Regions from separate parts of the Rattus norvegicus genome. Here region 1 is linked to region 2. The links are chromatin contacts, called in public Hi-C maps. All regions are on one chromosome and are shown on one strand. Each heading gives the region's core, a stretch centred on a gene start, on an enhancer-like site or on the middle of the called end of the contact. The rest is flanking DNA. Distances are from core to core; before and after follow the strand shown. Region 1 has its middle 250 kb from the start of Col3a1. Region 2 overlaps Gulp1 (GULP PTB domain containing engulfment adaptor 1).

What was found. Hi-C and Micro-C count contacts between places; a contact is called where the count stands out from the background.
Region 1: a contact with region 2 is called in a Hi-C map of psoas muscle, with 5 times the contacts expected there. The contact joins two enhancer-like sites. A contact is called at or near these places in 4 of 12 Hi-C or Micro-C datasets (the A7r5 cell line, the Rat2 cell line, Schwann cells and 1 more).

Annotation. Positions count from the first base shown.
Region 1 is chr9:54,613,127-54,619,990 of GRCr8, forward strand. No RefSeq gene overlaps it. Among named protein-coding and RNA genes, the nearest start is that of Col3a1, 250 kb to the right of the region's middle. Within about 2 kb of position 2,150, at least 13 of the 93 cell types and tissues checked have an H3K27ac peak or open chromatin away from gene starts, as enhancers often do.
Region 2 is chr9:54,318,718-54,326,330 of GRCr8, forward strand. It overlaps Gulp1 (GULP PTB domain containing engulfment adaptor 1), which reads left to right. Exons shown (of 11, transcript NM_001013171.2): 4 at 3,616-3,687. Among named protein-coding and RNA genes, the nearest start is that of Gulp1, 210 kb to the left of the region's middle. Within about 2 kb of position 6,029, at least 5 of the 93 cell types and tissues checked have an H3K27ac peak or open chromatin away from gene starts, as enhancers often do.

The sequences.
Region 1 (6,864 bases), core at 900-3,399, 290 kb after region 2:
ACTCAAATATTACATGGGACTAAAATCTTTGATCCTTTTCCATTGTTAGTTAGGCTCATGGTTCACAAACATGTCTATGGGCCCCTAATATTTTTCTTTGAATGAAAAACGAAAAGTAAAACCTTGGCAGTGATACCCTAGTTTCATGTGAGTAAGCTAACCTTATCTCAGTAAGGCTATATGCCAAAGTTACGTACCAGCCATAGTAGCTAAGGGCTATAGAAGCTCCTAGCATCTTCAGTAAGCTGTAGTCACTGAAAACCATTTTCGGCTCAGAATACAATACCTACTCTCTTCCCTGATCCTTCCTCAGTACCTTTTTGTCACTTGCTTTTTCTCCCAAATTGTGTCCCATTTCTCCATTTTCTGTTATGTGTTCTTTTATTTTATCCACTGAAGTACAAAAAGGAAGGCTGAAATGTCCACTGTCCTTTTGCCCCCTCATATGGATATTTATACCACACTTTACAACATTTTCCCAGCTTCAGCAAGGCTCTGTTCATGTGGTGTTTAGTGAAGCCGCATTCCTAAGGTAGTTCATCATTGTTTTTGATCTTATGTACTTGAAGCTTTCCAGAGCTTTTACCAGAGAAGTCTTCAGTAAATGGACTATGTCGAAACTCAGAATAAAAATAACAGCAGTCACACTGTCAACAATATTTATACAATACTTAACTGTTAGAGACCACAGGAAAATTACTGGCATTTCACTGTTCACGAAAACTTGTAGCCATTTGTAGAAGTAACTCTGAGGTTTTAAAGAATTCTATACTGACTTTAAACACAAATATTTACTATGTGTTTTATTAAACATGTTCACAGGGAATCTCTAACAGCAATCTCATGTCCCCATTTTTCCACCCAAAAGTATCTATGAATCTAGATTAACTTACCTACATTATTAAAAGAAGAATTATATCTTTATATAAAAGAAGAAAGATATAAACTAATAAATGAGAGTGAATAAATCTGTTGTAGTTTGGAGATTCCCAAATAGACTTTTTCCTGACATTCTAGATATTTTCCCTCTGTTTTACAGTTTCCCCTTTCTCTAGCAGCTACATGGCATAGAGTATCTTCCTCCTCAGACTCACTTTTGCCCTTGGGCTCTTTTTCATTGCTCTGCTCCTTAGGGAGAGAAGCTGGGTGTGGGAGCTCGGCCTCCACTGTTAGCTTCTAGTCAACGTGGCATGGGAATTTGCTTGTGAATCTGTTCCTCATCTGTTTGTCTATGAGAACAATTGCTCTTTAATTAGAACCATCTGGATCCCAACAATGTTATTTAATCCATGTGTCTAACCTGCCTTGAATCCAAGTGCAAACTGGTCATGTGGAGCAGTTGCTGATATCACAGACAGTGTGGGACTTGCTAAACACCAGCCACCACCAATGATTTACTAAGTTAGTTTTTGTACTGATATTGGAGCAGGAGAGAAAGGGAAAGTGGAGGAAATGGACTGGGAAAGTGTATAAATTGGGGTCATGGGAATGAGTGTGAGCCTGCACTCATAGAAACAATCAGTAGGAGGCTGACCGTGTTCCTGAAACTTGACTCTACTAGCTATAAAAACTATCAGTAATATTTTCAAAGTACTTCACAATATAATTTGTAATATTTTTTCCAGGTATCAATTACCAATACCAAAATACACACACACACACACACACACACACACACACACACACACACACACACACACAGACAGAGACAGACAGAGACAAAGACAGACAAAGAAAAACAGAGACAGAGTCAAAGACAGAGAGAGATACTAAACACCAGGAGATATATCTAAATCCTGTCATGGTTATTTATTGCAAGTTCATGGATCTGAGAAACATGGATCGTTTTATACTTCGTCATGGATATTTTGCTTTTATGGGATTTTAGTGGAAGTATTTGTTAACATTGTCAAGGGATTTCCTAGCTAAAACATAATCAAAATTTCTGTCTGCAGATCATTTCTCCTTTTATCCTAACTCCATCTCTTAGATCTTCTCAACTAACCAAAACTCAAAATGTTGTGATTTGAAAGAATTATAGCAAATCAGACTTCATTGGAAATCATATAATAGCCTCCCTCCTCTGGTGTTTGACTGTAAGCAAGACCCAAGAGCACCATCCTTGCCTCTCCTTTCTTTTAATTCCTGTTTGTACATGCAGAATGTAGGGCAGTGACTCACAGCACTGGCTCAGAGCCACACAGCTGGATAGACACAGGGTACATTTCATAATAAAATAGTCAAAAAAGAAAAATGGTGTTTGTTCGTTTCTTTAAAATTCTACATGGATTATTGTTACAAAAGCAAGATTTTATTTTCTAAGGAAGTAGATTTAAGGAAGACATTTTTTTTTATTATAAATCCCTATTGCTGAAGAAACCACACATTTTGGATGTAGAACACAGAGAAACCAAGCCTGAACTAACTGTGAACTCTCTCTCTCTCTCTCTCTCTCTCTCTCTCTCTCTCTCTCTCTCTCTCTCTCTCTCTCTCTGTCTCCCCCACCCCTGTTTGCTAGCTTTCATAGGGCTGATGTGTGCTTTGCTGGCCGCTAGCAACCACTAGACATCAACCCAGTGTTGGAGCTTACACAATAAACAATACTGACCTATCAGATAAGATATGCCCTTTATGCCAATAGTAGCACAACTGTTTATAGGATGACCAACCATTCCTTTGATTACATCTGGGACCTGCTCCTCAGTGGGGAATTCATGTACGGGTATTGGAACCTTGGTCAAAATCTATGGCTATGGAAGTCATAGGCCCAAAGAGGGAACCTATTCATTTTATTTTGCCAAATGTTGTCATACTGCCCTCTAAATATTCATGTAAATGTCCACAGATTTGCGTTGAAGTTAACCTTGAGAAGAGAGCGTCTTATTGTAATGGGTAGCGGTTAATGAGAAGACTTGTAAGTGTTCAAAGTGCTAAAAATAAGTGACTGTGGGTGCTTAGCTACGTTACACATAGGACATCTATACCAGCCCTCCTCCATATCAACACTCAGTGAACACACAAGAGGAGGAAGAAGAGATAAAATAACTAGAAAATGAAGGGCAGTATGAAATGCTGTCCTCTGGACATGATATGATTATTGCTTACATGAACTCACAGCAGGTAGGTACCTGCACATGTCAAGCCATTTAAATTTTCTTGCACACAAAGCAAATGAGCTCCTGAGGCCTCATCCCTTCCCATGGAGCTGTCGGAAGTTGATGCCTGCTGGAAGAGGGAGAATCACTGCTCTTGGAGAAAGATAACTGGAAGATTGCCAGAGCCCCAGTACATAACAATCCACATCCATGCACATATTCACATACTGGCAGTAGTATTTAGACTTTGTGGATGGTTTGTTAAAAAGACATGGGGGTTCTATAGATGGCTCAGAATTTAAAATGTGTACTGCTCTTCTAAAGGATTCCAGTTCAGTTCTTAGCACCTGCCTCGGGTGGCTCCCAACTGCAGTAATATCCATGGGATATTCTTCTCCCTCTGGACTATATAAACACTTAGCTCTCATGTATAAGCCCCAACATGTGTATACACAAATCAACACACTAGCACACAGAGATGCCACATACATGCGAACACACACACACACACACACACACACACACACACACAACACCATATAAAAATGAAACAAATCTTCAAGGATAAACAAAGACGTGTCATTGAGAGGCAGTTGTATTTGGGGTGATAGGTAAGGATATGAGGAGGGAATGATGTAGGGAGAGCATTGATTATGATCAAGATATATATATATATATATGAAATTTTCAAGGAATAAACAAAAAAGAAAACAAAAACACAAATTTGTAGGAACTAATTCAATTTATCTAACAACTGCTCATATAAAAATACTTTAAAGCTGCCATTCCTTTTAAGTGTTACTCATCCAGCTAGAGCAAAATTCAATTTAAAGGGATTGTTAAAGAAATAAGTAAACAATAATTTTGGAAATTTAATTAACTGTATAATAGAAAAATTTTATATAAGAATAAAAAATACTGGAAAACATTTTACAGGCCTGAAAAATGAGCTAACTTAGAAATATTTGTACTTCACCTTCGGAATAATGAAGAAGCCAATAAGCATACCAAAGCACATGTATTTACAGAACTGTCCATGGGTAATATAGCATAATGTATCTGTGACATCATTTCCCATCTCTACTGAATGTTGTGTAGAAATTGATTAAAGTGCAGCATGGATAATCAAGCCAAAAGAAAATTATTAGAATATGATCTAGCTTATAACGTTCCTGTTTAGATAGAAGAAGTGACTCCTGTTATGAGGAAATACTGTTTCATCAGGCTGGACTAACAGAGTACTCTACTATATCTGAAATAAATCACAAGTAAAATCTGAATTTCTTAGCAGCTCTGCTATTTTCACATTCTGGTGATGAGAAATTATACCAGTGTCTACTCTTATCCTCAATTCATGGTAACCAATTCTTTATGTGAGGTGCTTGGGGTCAGGGCAAAAGCTTGTTTTAATAACTATTATTTTTTTCTTTAAATTATTCTTTGGAGGGATGGGTATTGTGACATATTATTAATAGAAAATGAGACGATGAGGACAAAGATCTGTACATGACAAAAGACTGAAAACATTAATTAAAAAGATATAGAAAAATGGGGTTGAAGGAGGGAATAAAGCAAACATGATTTGGGTTATATCCTAACAAAGGGGAGCAAATATTTGAATCTTTGAGAATCTCAGTGTTTAATGATGCAACTTAAATGTTGGCATTTTTGCTGTGTAAATCACCTAGTTTTTAACACATACAAATATTTACACAGGTTAGAGTAAAATAAGAAGTGCAAAGATCCACATCCAAAATGATCAAATGAAGCTGGGCACAGTATTTTAATGGATTACTCTTTCATTGCCATGATAAAACTCCATGGACAAGGTAACATCAAAAGGGGGAGCTTAGCTTAGCTTATGGTTTTGGAGGACCAGAGTCCCTGATAGCAGGAACAGCATGGCAAAGTTGGCAGAGGCAGGTTGTTGAGAGCGCACATATTCAACTCTAGGCATATAAAGGAAAATGAACTAGAATTAGTATCAGTCTAAAATATCAAAGCCTGCCTCCAGTGAAGTACTTTGTCCAAAAAGCCTACACCTTCCAAACCTCCCCCATCCATTGCCTCCACCTGGGGAACAATAGTTAAAATATGTGACAGCTGTTCTCCTGTGACCCATCATGGTATGGGTATGCATGTATTATCCCAATGCTAAGGAATCTGAGGGTGGAAGATATTTAATCTGAGTCTACCCTGATGTATCCTGTTTCAAAGCAACATGAATGAATGGATAGATGAATGAATGAATGAATGAATGAATGCATGCATGCATGAATGAATGAATGAATGAATATTCAATAGCTCTTGATGTACAGAACAGAGCTTTAAGACAAGTCAATAAATGAAGCAAAGAAGTGCAGGCCGACAGGAACTGGATGTAGATCTCTCCTGAGAGACACAGCCAGAATACAGCAAATACATAGGCGAATGCCAGCAGCAAACCACGGAACTGAGAACGGGACCCCCGTTGAAGGAATCAGAGAAAGGACTCGAAGAGCTTGAAGTGCTCGAGACCCCATATGAACAACAATGCCAACCAACCAGAGCTTCCAGGGACTAAGCCACTACCCAAAGACTATACATGGACTGACCCTGGGCTCCAACCCCATAGGTAGCAATGAATAGCCTAGTAAGATCACCAGTGGAAGGGGAAGCCCTTGGTCCTGCCAAGACTGAACCCCCAGTTAATGGGATTGTTGGAGGGAGGGCAGTAATGGGGGGAGGATGGGGAGGGGAACACCCATATAGAAAGGGAGGGGGAGGGGTTAGGGGGATGTTAGCCCGGAAACTGCAAAAGGGAATAGCAATCGAAATGTAAATAAGAAATACCCAAGTTAATAAAGATAAAAAAGACAAGTCAATAATAAATGCTACAAATATTTGAATGCTCTTGAGATTTACATTTTATCTAGAGTCGTGTTCACAGATCATCTCCTTATGAAAAAGACTCCAACCCATCTTTTCCAACAGTTGGAAAGATGCAATTGAAATTGGGCTTATATAAATGCCCTTTTCTTAAAGAAAATTTACCAATATTTTAAAATCACTAAATAAGCATACTAATATAGCCTATAGATTATGACTACAGAAAGGAGATGAATTGTAACTTAATTTTATGCAACTATGAATTGGAACTTGTTTGGCTAGTAATATCCTCTGGAACTTAACATTACCAATACAGGAGGTCAGTGCCACACTATATGATTTTTTTTTCATGATTCTCTGGTTCAACTACTAGTGGATAGTGTCTTCTTTCATAATATGAAAGATAATATGGATAAATATTGGATGATATTTGTAAATGGATGATAGAAGTATCTTACAGAAATCAGGTGGCCCCAAGAGAAGATTTTTCAAGAACAGCAATTTATATGCCATAAAGTAAAAGCAGTTAGAGCTGCTGCCTTCTGGAAGAGCTGAATATAGCAGGATGCTGAGGAACATGCGCCAAACCATCCCCAAGTCTGAGTGAGCGTTTATGCCTCAGTGTTTATTCTGTAATTCTTTCTAGTTATGTGAACTCTATCCTTATATGGGTAACATATTACTCCAGTTGATTTAAAAGCCACTTGCTTGTTGCCTAAGACCAAATGTTATCTTCTCATCCTGAGTGCTTTGTACTTAAAAACAATGTTGCACTTTCCTATTAGATTTCTGAATGTGGCTTTGTTCTTTGACTCATAAGATGTGTATCTCCTCAGACAAAGCCTAGCTTTTTTCCTTGTGTGAACTCTCCCAATCACCCGTTAGGAGTTCTGCTACATTT
Region 2 (7,613 bases), core at 4,779-7,278:
GCAAGACTGCTCTCTGGTGGCAAAGAGGCACAAACCTCAAAAAAGTTCATTTTAAGTAATCCTTGAAAATGAGACTAGAACTCTCAAACTCTTCTGTATAGTGTCTATTGTGAATATAATGGGATGAAAGAATCAGTGAGAGGAAAAGATAAGAAAATGAACTCCCTGAAGTGTGTGCTGCTTTAACCCATTGGTAGTTACAAATTAATCAAATGTGGCTTACTGTAATATGATCTTTAAAAATTACATAAAGCAAATATTTTATACACTAGCGAACTTAGTGGACATTTTAAGACTTTCAATTTCAATAGACTGTAGACTACAAAATGCCCCTTTTTTGTGCAACTGCCTAGATTGTAAGTTTTCTACTACATTGAACTGAGATATATATTCTGTGTAGAATATAGAGTTGCATCTACAGTATTTATCAGCATTAAACATCCCTGTATTCATTGAAATCACTTTAAAACATTAAAAAAATACATGGATTAGTTTGTAAACTTTGAAAAAAATATATACCATGTTACCATGCACCAAAATTTTTTTATTGTAGGTAAGGAAATAACAAAAGATTGACCTTTATGTTTCTGCTAGAAGCATCATCCTGAACTGTATTACTAACTCTATTTCTTTTACATTGTTAGTGGTCTCACATTCTAATTTCTCTTGTTATTTTTTCTGAATATTCAAGTATTACCCTTTTGAACAGTAGTATCTTCTGAGAAAACAACAATTCCTTGCTCCTTGCAGTTTTCATCTTAAAACCTTTCTGACAGTCTTTTCATTGTGTTCTGAATTTCCTTGATGTTTTGGGTTAGGAATTTTTCATGTTTTGAATTTTCTTTGACTGTGTCAATCTCTTCTACTGTATCTTCTGCACCTGAGTTTCTCTCTTCTATCTCTTGTATTCTCTTGGTGATACTTATATCTGTGCTTCCTTACCTCTTTCCTAGGGGGTTGTATTCAGAGGGACAGAAAAGCTGCTGATTTATGATTTGATGTTGGGTTTCCTGGTACACTGCTTTTCATATTCTCAAAGATTTCATGAAAGAGATACTGAAATCATGGTGCTGGGTCACCATCCACAGTTTCTGAGTCATTATAATTTGTATTTATAACAATTTTCCTGACAGTGCTAATACTACTAGTCAATGAACAAATTTTAGTCTCGACTTACTGAGGCAAGTTTTCTAATTGTTCTATGTTTAATATCTAACCTTGATAGTTTTCTATTCCCTTTGATTGACCTTCCTTCCCTTATTTATCTGCTGAATAATATCTTTTTTGGCTGGCTTATATTTCATATTATCAGTGAATTCTTCTCTAAAGTGTGTGTCTAAAAATGCAAAAACAAATAGACAACAAACAGAGATAGTCAACAGGCACAGGTGTCTTCAAGCACACACTTCTTGTTTTTTTCCCAAGGGGTATGTGAAGTTCCAAGTAATTTAGTTATATGCCTAACATCAGTCATTGCTGTCTCTCCCACTAGAATGTAAACTTTCTAAGGCTGGTTTTTGCTTCATTTTATTCCCTAGTACATTCTCAACTTCTATAACATTACTTGACAAATATAAAACATGCAATATTAAATTTTACGTTTAGTAGAGTGTCATATAGTCACAAGATGGCCTTGAACCTTGTATACCTTGTGCACTTTGTGTAACTAAGGATAATTTTAACATTTTGTGTGTGAGAATGGATCATTTTATAGCCATGGATGGCTATGTAGAATCCCATCTCAAAGAATTTCATTTGTTCAGTGCTGTGATTAAAGGAGTGCACCACTATGACTATCTACTGGATTTTTTATTTTCCTGCCTCAGTACCTCTTGAGAATACTGGGGTTACAGATGCAATATGTTTTATGTGATGCTGGGGATTGAACCCAGTGTTTGTGTATGCTACGTAAGCTCTCTACATCCTCAGACTGAATGATCCTTCTTGATTATTTTTTTCAAATTTATCCTTCTAGTATTCCTTTACTTCTCAAATTATCTGAATTGTATTTTTAATAGCCATGTGCATTTTTGTTTTCTAAGTGAGTTTTTTCAAGTTTGTGTTTTTATTATGAATAAAATGTATTGACCTTAAGGTTTGTCTGGTTACTTTTCTATTACTGTGATAAGACCAAGGCAACGTATAAAAGAAAGAATTTAGCTGGGTTGCTTACAGTTTAAGGAGATAAGTCCATGACCATGGTGATGGGAGCATAGCAGCGGCAGGAGGTATGGTATTGTTACTGAATTAGTAGGTTGGTGCTTACACCTTGAGATAATGGCCAAGACATAGCCAAGAGAGTCCTTTTTCCTTCTGCTTTTGTAAGTCTGTGAATTATCTAGCCTACTGGATGTTGCTGCTTGAATCCAACCGAGTTTTCCCATCTCTGTTCATCCTCTTTGACCTCAGGGATACAAACAGAGGTATGCCTTCCCCACTCCAAGGTGAATGTATACTAAGTTAGGTCTTGAACTCACTATGTAGTCCAGGTTGCCCTCTGTTTCCCTGCCTCAATCTTCCTAGTGCAGGTATTGCAGATATGAGGAACTATGTTATGCTCTAAGTGTATTTCTTGATTATGTAAGATAAAATTTGAGGTAAGTAGCAAGGTCCACATTAAGATGTACTTTTGTTCAATTCCATTAGTTTACTTAAAGATAAAAAGTCATGATAAATTATGAAAAGTGGCTTTAAAAACAGTCCTGGACCTGATGTGTATGGACTTATTAAGAATATTCTGGAGTTCATCCATAGTTTTCCCATATGGCATATTTGCATATAATGCTTATGACTCCTGTCATTTCTGTCAAAGTATGGTTATTACTCTACAACATTATTGTCAGTTATTGTTACTGGTATTGACATTGTATGACTTACTAGCTCAAGTTTTGCTTGCATATAAAAATTCTTTTCCCATTCTTCTTGCTAATGACACCTTAGTGATGTGGCTTTTTTAGAAGTTGAGAAAAGGAGTCTTAATATGGATTAATTCTAATCTAAAAACTCATTCTTGTTAAATCTTTTGTTTTTGAACCCTTTGTCCTGTATGATCTGACACGCTACTTTCTTGGTTTAAAGGTTTAGTGGTACTCTTGAACCAGCCCTGAAACTTTAATATGTACAAATCTCCTGGCTGTGCTGCAAACCTAGAAATATTACTTGGACCTCATCAAAGCATATATTTGTACGTTCTCTGAATTTAAACAGTTATTAGTGCACATCAACCTAATTATATTTTAACCTTGAGAAAATGAGTAATGATAATATGGAGCCAGTATGATAGTGACACAGAGTTAGCATTTACTAACTTCTAACTGTTGAGACTAACTTTATCTCTTTGGGGACAATGAAATAATTTCAGTTTTCATCCCAGTAGGAATCTTCAAATAAAAAAAAGTAGGTGAGATCTGTTAAAAAAAACTTCTGAAAATAGGAATTACAAATGATCAAATTATGCATTTTCATGTAGTATATATAAATTGAGTAGCAATTGTTCTCCCTAATTAAGATTTGAGTTTGAGTTTCTGTTTAACTTTCTCATACACAAAGTATCAGCTCCAGATGGTTCAATGATGGGTTTAGTAAAGTCTGTGTCTCATGCATGCTCATGTTCAGTTTCTTGGCAGTACTGAAGTGGAGCAGCCAAAGGGAACAGAAGTTGTGAGAGATGCTGTCAGGAAGCTGAAGGTAAGAGCCCTTCAGGCAAATGGCTATTAAAATGATCTTGTGTCTCTAGCAGATTGATAGAAGCTAAAGCATGAATAACTGTTTAAATCACTCTTTAAATTAAAAGAGAAATTAAATTCTCTCCAAATTACAATTAAATAAATACTACCTGTTCAGGGAGACATTTTGAATTTATAATTCCATTACATGTTCATGCAATTATTTTGCTTTATATACTATATTTTTCTACAGTATAATTTCTTACAGTAACTAAAGGCTTTTAAGGCAGAACTCAGTCAATGTTTATGGTCAGTGATCTGCTTTTATAAGCCCTGGACAATATGTACCCCATGCTCAAAACCAAATCTAGTATGAAAGTTATATAAATTTCTGACAATTAGGCTATCATATCTATCAGTTGAAAATACAGTTAGTATTCATTCCAAAGTAGAATTATTTTTTAGTGCTATTATATATTAAGGATACCCTAATGGGCCATGTCAATGAGCAGCTTTAGGGAATCTTATGTGACTAATAGCAAAAGAAAATATTGACAAAACACCCTAAGTATTCATGAGTAATATATTTTTGGAGTAAAATCTAAGAAACCCCAAAAACTCATGCCCGGCAAGTTTCCTGAGAAACTCTTAAGACATGCCTCAAGAATGCTTATGTAATAGCTCACCTCTTAAAAGCCAGCCTCACTGAGATATTACAGTTAGAATAATCCCTTCCTTCAAGAGGATGACCATCCTTGTGATGTGAGAGGTCTACAGACCTCTATTTTATTTACAAAGTTAGCTTTTCTTCTCTGTGGCTGCTCTCAGAATTTAGTGATAACCTTGAGATGATATACTCATTCCACAGGAATATTAGGTGCTGTGGTTTGTTCCAGGAAGAATCATGAACTATAATAATTGCTGCAGTATTTTGGGAAAGTTACATAAAATATATCAAAAGTTTCAAATGAGGGAAAAGATCAGGATGAGATTTGCATTATGGATGAAAAAGTGAAGTGGGAAGTGATTTCATCCATTCATTCTGTCGAATATTTGACACAGAAGTTCCCTAAGTATACATTCTGTGGGGTCCCAAGATAACATCCTCTTTCATTTGGGAAGAATGCGCTTAGCAGCCATTTCTTTACAATGTTCTTTGGGTGGTAATTGAGGCTGGGCTTTATCCGAGCAGCATTTCTATCTAAGTGTAGAGGGTTTTATTGAAAGACTATTCAGCTTGTGGCAACACTTAAACTATGATTCTATATAATTGTTTTTAAAGTGATACAAATCCTGATTTAAGCCCAACTTTACTGCAATCAGAAGGTATCTTAAAAGAACAATTATTTTGGCGATATTTCTTTATATCTTGGGAATTCTTCATTCAACATCTCATACCTGAAACCAATTTAAATGGCTTCTAAAACTATGACTTATATATACTATATGACATTTCTGTATAATTTCACACTAAGAAATGAATATTATTGGGGAATATAATGGAAACCAATAAGATAGTTTAAGTGTACACTTAGTGGGCAGTAGGTTTTATTAAATGTATCTTTTACAATTAATATGCATTTAATAAATAAACTATTTTGACTGAAAAATTTGTTTCTTAGGGAAAAATGTGTTTCTTAGGTTCTTAGTCGAAGAGAATCTTTTACTAGTAAACATGAAGAAAACAATGGTTTTATGTAAATTTGTTGTCATATTTCTTTTATGTTGTGTTTGAGGTCAGAAGCTATCATACAAACTATAGCAATATTAGTACTTATTTTAATTTTGCTGTCATATAAATAAGACCAGATGGTGGTGCTGTGGCTCCACTAGAAATGGAAAGTACCAACTGTTCAGGACCTCATTTTGATTTTCTCCGTATTTTTTTCAAACACAATCCTGACTCTTTAATACATATATTGCAGTGCTATACTCAGATTTTTTCTTGTGTAATCAAAATGTTATTTATATTTACTCCCCTTTCAAAGTTTGCATTTTAAATGTGTTTGATTTTTGAGTTTTGATAATTAGAAATTTAAACATCATTCAGGGTGATGAAAAGCTTAATGAATTTTCAATAATGGTATTTTCTACCCCCTGTACCTCATGGCATCTGCTTGAGTTTTAACAAAATGTTTCTAAAAATTTAAATATTGACTACTGTGTAACTGTAAAGAATTCAAAGTTTGAAAATTTTAATGTAATAATTTGTGCAAGAATATAAATATTTCCATATTCTGTTTGCTAAAATGTTCATTTTTCTGTTTCTTATGCTTAAGCTGATATTTAAGAAAATAGTAAGTATCTAAAAGTGTGATCCTCTAAAACTTAGCACAGTTATCATGATGAATTTTGTTTTCAGACAGTGTCTGTTTCAGTACATTCAGTACAAATACCAGGACTCAATGTGTGTTCACAATTTGTTATGCCTCAGTAAGAACACACACCGGAACATTGCTATTATTTCACCAGCATCCCTGAAACATAAGCAGGATATATATTTCTGTCCCCAGTTCGAAAGACTTTAGTTAATGAAACTCACTTGACACACACAAAGCTGCTTTAATGTGGTAGATAGCCTTTAAAAGTCACTGTCAAGACAAATTCATCAGCCCAGGTCTTCATCACTGTATTTCATTCTGTGCAGTGTATTTCTGTTTTCTTTTACTTTTTCTTCAACTGATCAATAATTTAGAACTTATTTAGGAATTATTTAGCAAATAAGTAGGAAAAATACAAAGTAGTGCCAAATAATTTTCAGATTATATGATAGGATACATTATATGATAGGATACATAAAAATCCCACCAGGGAACTCTTACAGCCGATAAACACCAGCAAAGTATCCAGCAAAGTAACTGAATACAAGAATTTTTTTTAAAAAAATAGTTCTTTTATATACAAAAGTCAAACCGAATGAGGAACAAATCAGGGAAATAATACCTTTCACAATAATCTCAGATAATATAAAATATCTTGGGGGGTACTTCTCCATATGCAGATGAAAGGCCTGTATTATAAAAACTTAAAGTCTTTGAAAGGATTGGAAGAAAGTATCAGAAAATAGAAAAATCTCTTATGCTCATGGATCAGAGGGATTAAAATAGTTTAATTGGCCATCTTACCAAAGCAGTCTATAAATTCAATGCAATCCCTATCAAAATTCCAACACAATTCTTTAGAGACCTGTTCATATGGAAAATTAAAAATAAATGAACAAACCACAATTGGAATTTCTAAAACAATTCTGAACAATAAAAGAATTACACAAAATAGAGTATTATTCAGCTGTTAAAATAAATGACATGCAATTTTCAGGCAAATGAATAGAACTAGAAAAAAATCATCCTAAGTAAGGTATCCTAGACCCAAAAAGGTGGAATAAATGATAAAATGCATTAAATTAAATAAATGTTAACCAACCCAAAGAGGAAGGCTCTAGAGGTGAAACTGGGTTCTCCCTTGGGATGGGGAAATAGAATAGACTAGTGGCAGGTAGGGACAGAAACAGGGAATCAAGTGGCTGGGAAGGGCCATGGGGTGGAGGGAGAGATTATGGGTAGAGAAGCTAGAATTGGGGGATATTTGGGAAGTTGTGTGGAAACTTACTGCAGTGGAAAGAAATTTCCTGGAACCCATAAATGTGATCTTAATGAAGATTCCTAGTAATAGAGGATATGGAGTCTCTGCTGACTATCTCTTGTAGCCAGGCTAGGCTTCCAGTGGCCAAATTGGGTTGCATTTAATTGAATTGTTGGCCAAGGGGTTCCCATGGAAATCCCCAAACAGTCTGGTTGTGTTGCTGTTGCTAAGACAAAGGCTTGCTCTCTACAAATGGACAGCAGCATCCCATTGTTGGGTACAATACCCACGTTTCTCATTGAACTTGAAAGCATCAAACTGGTACCTACATGGAACTTTTTCTATCTGTGTACTCTCTTTCATACA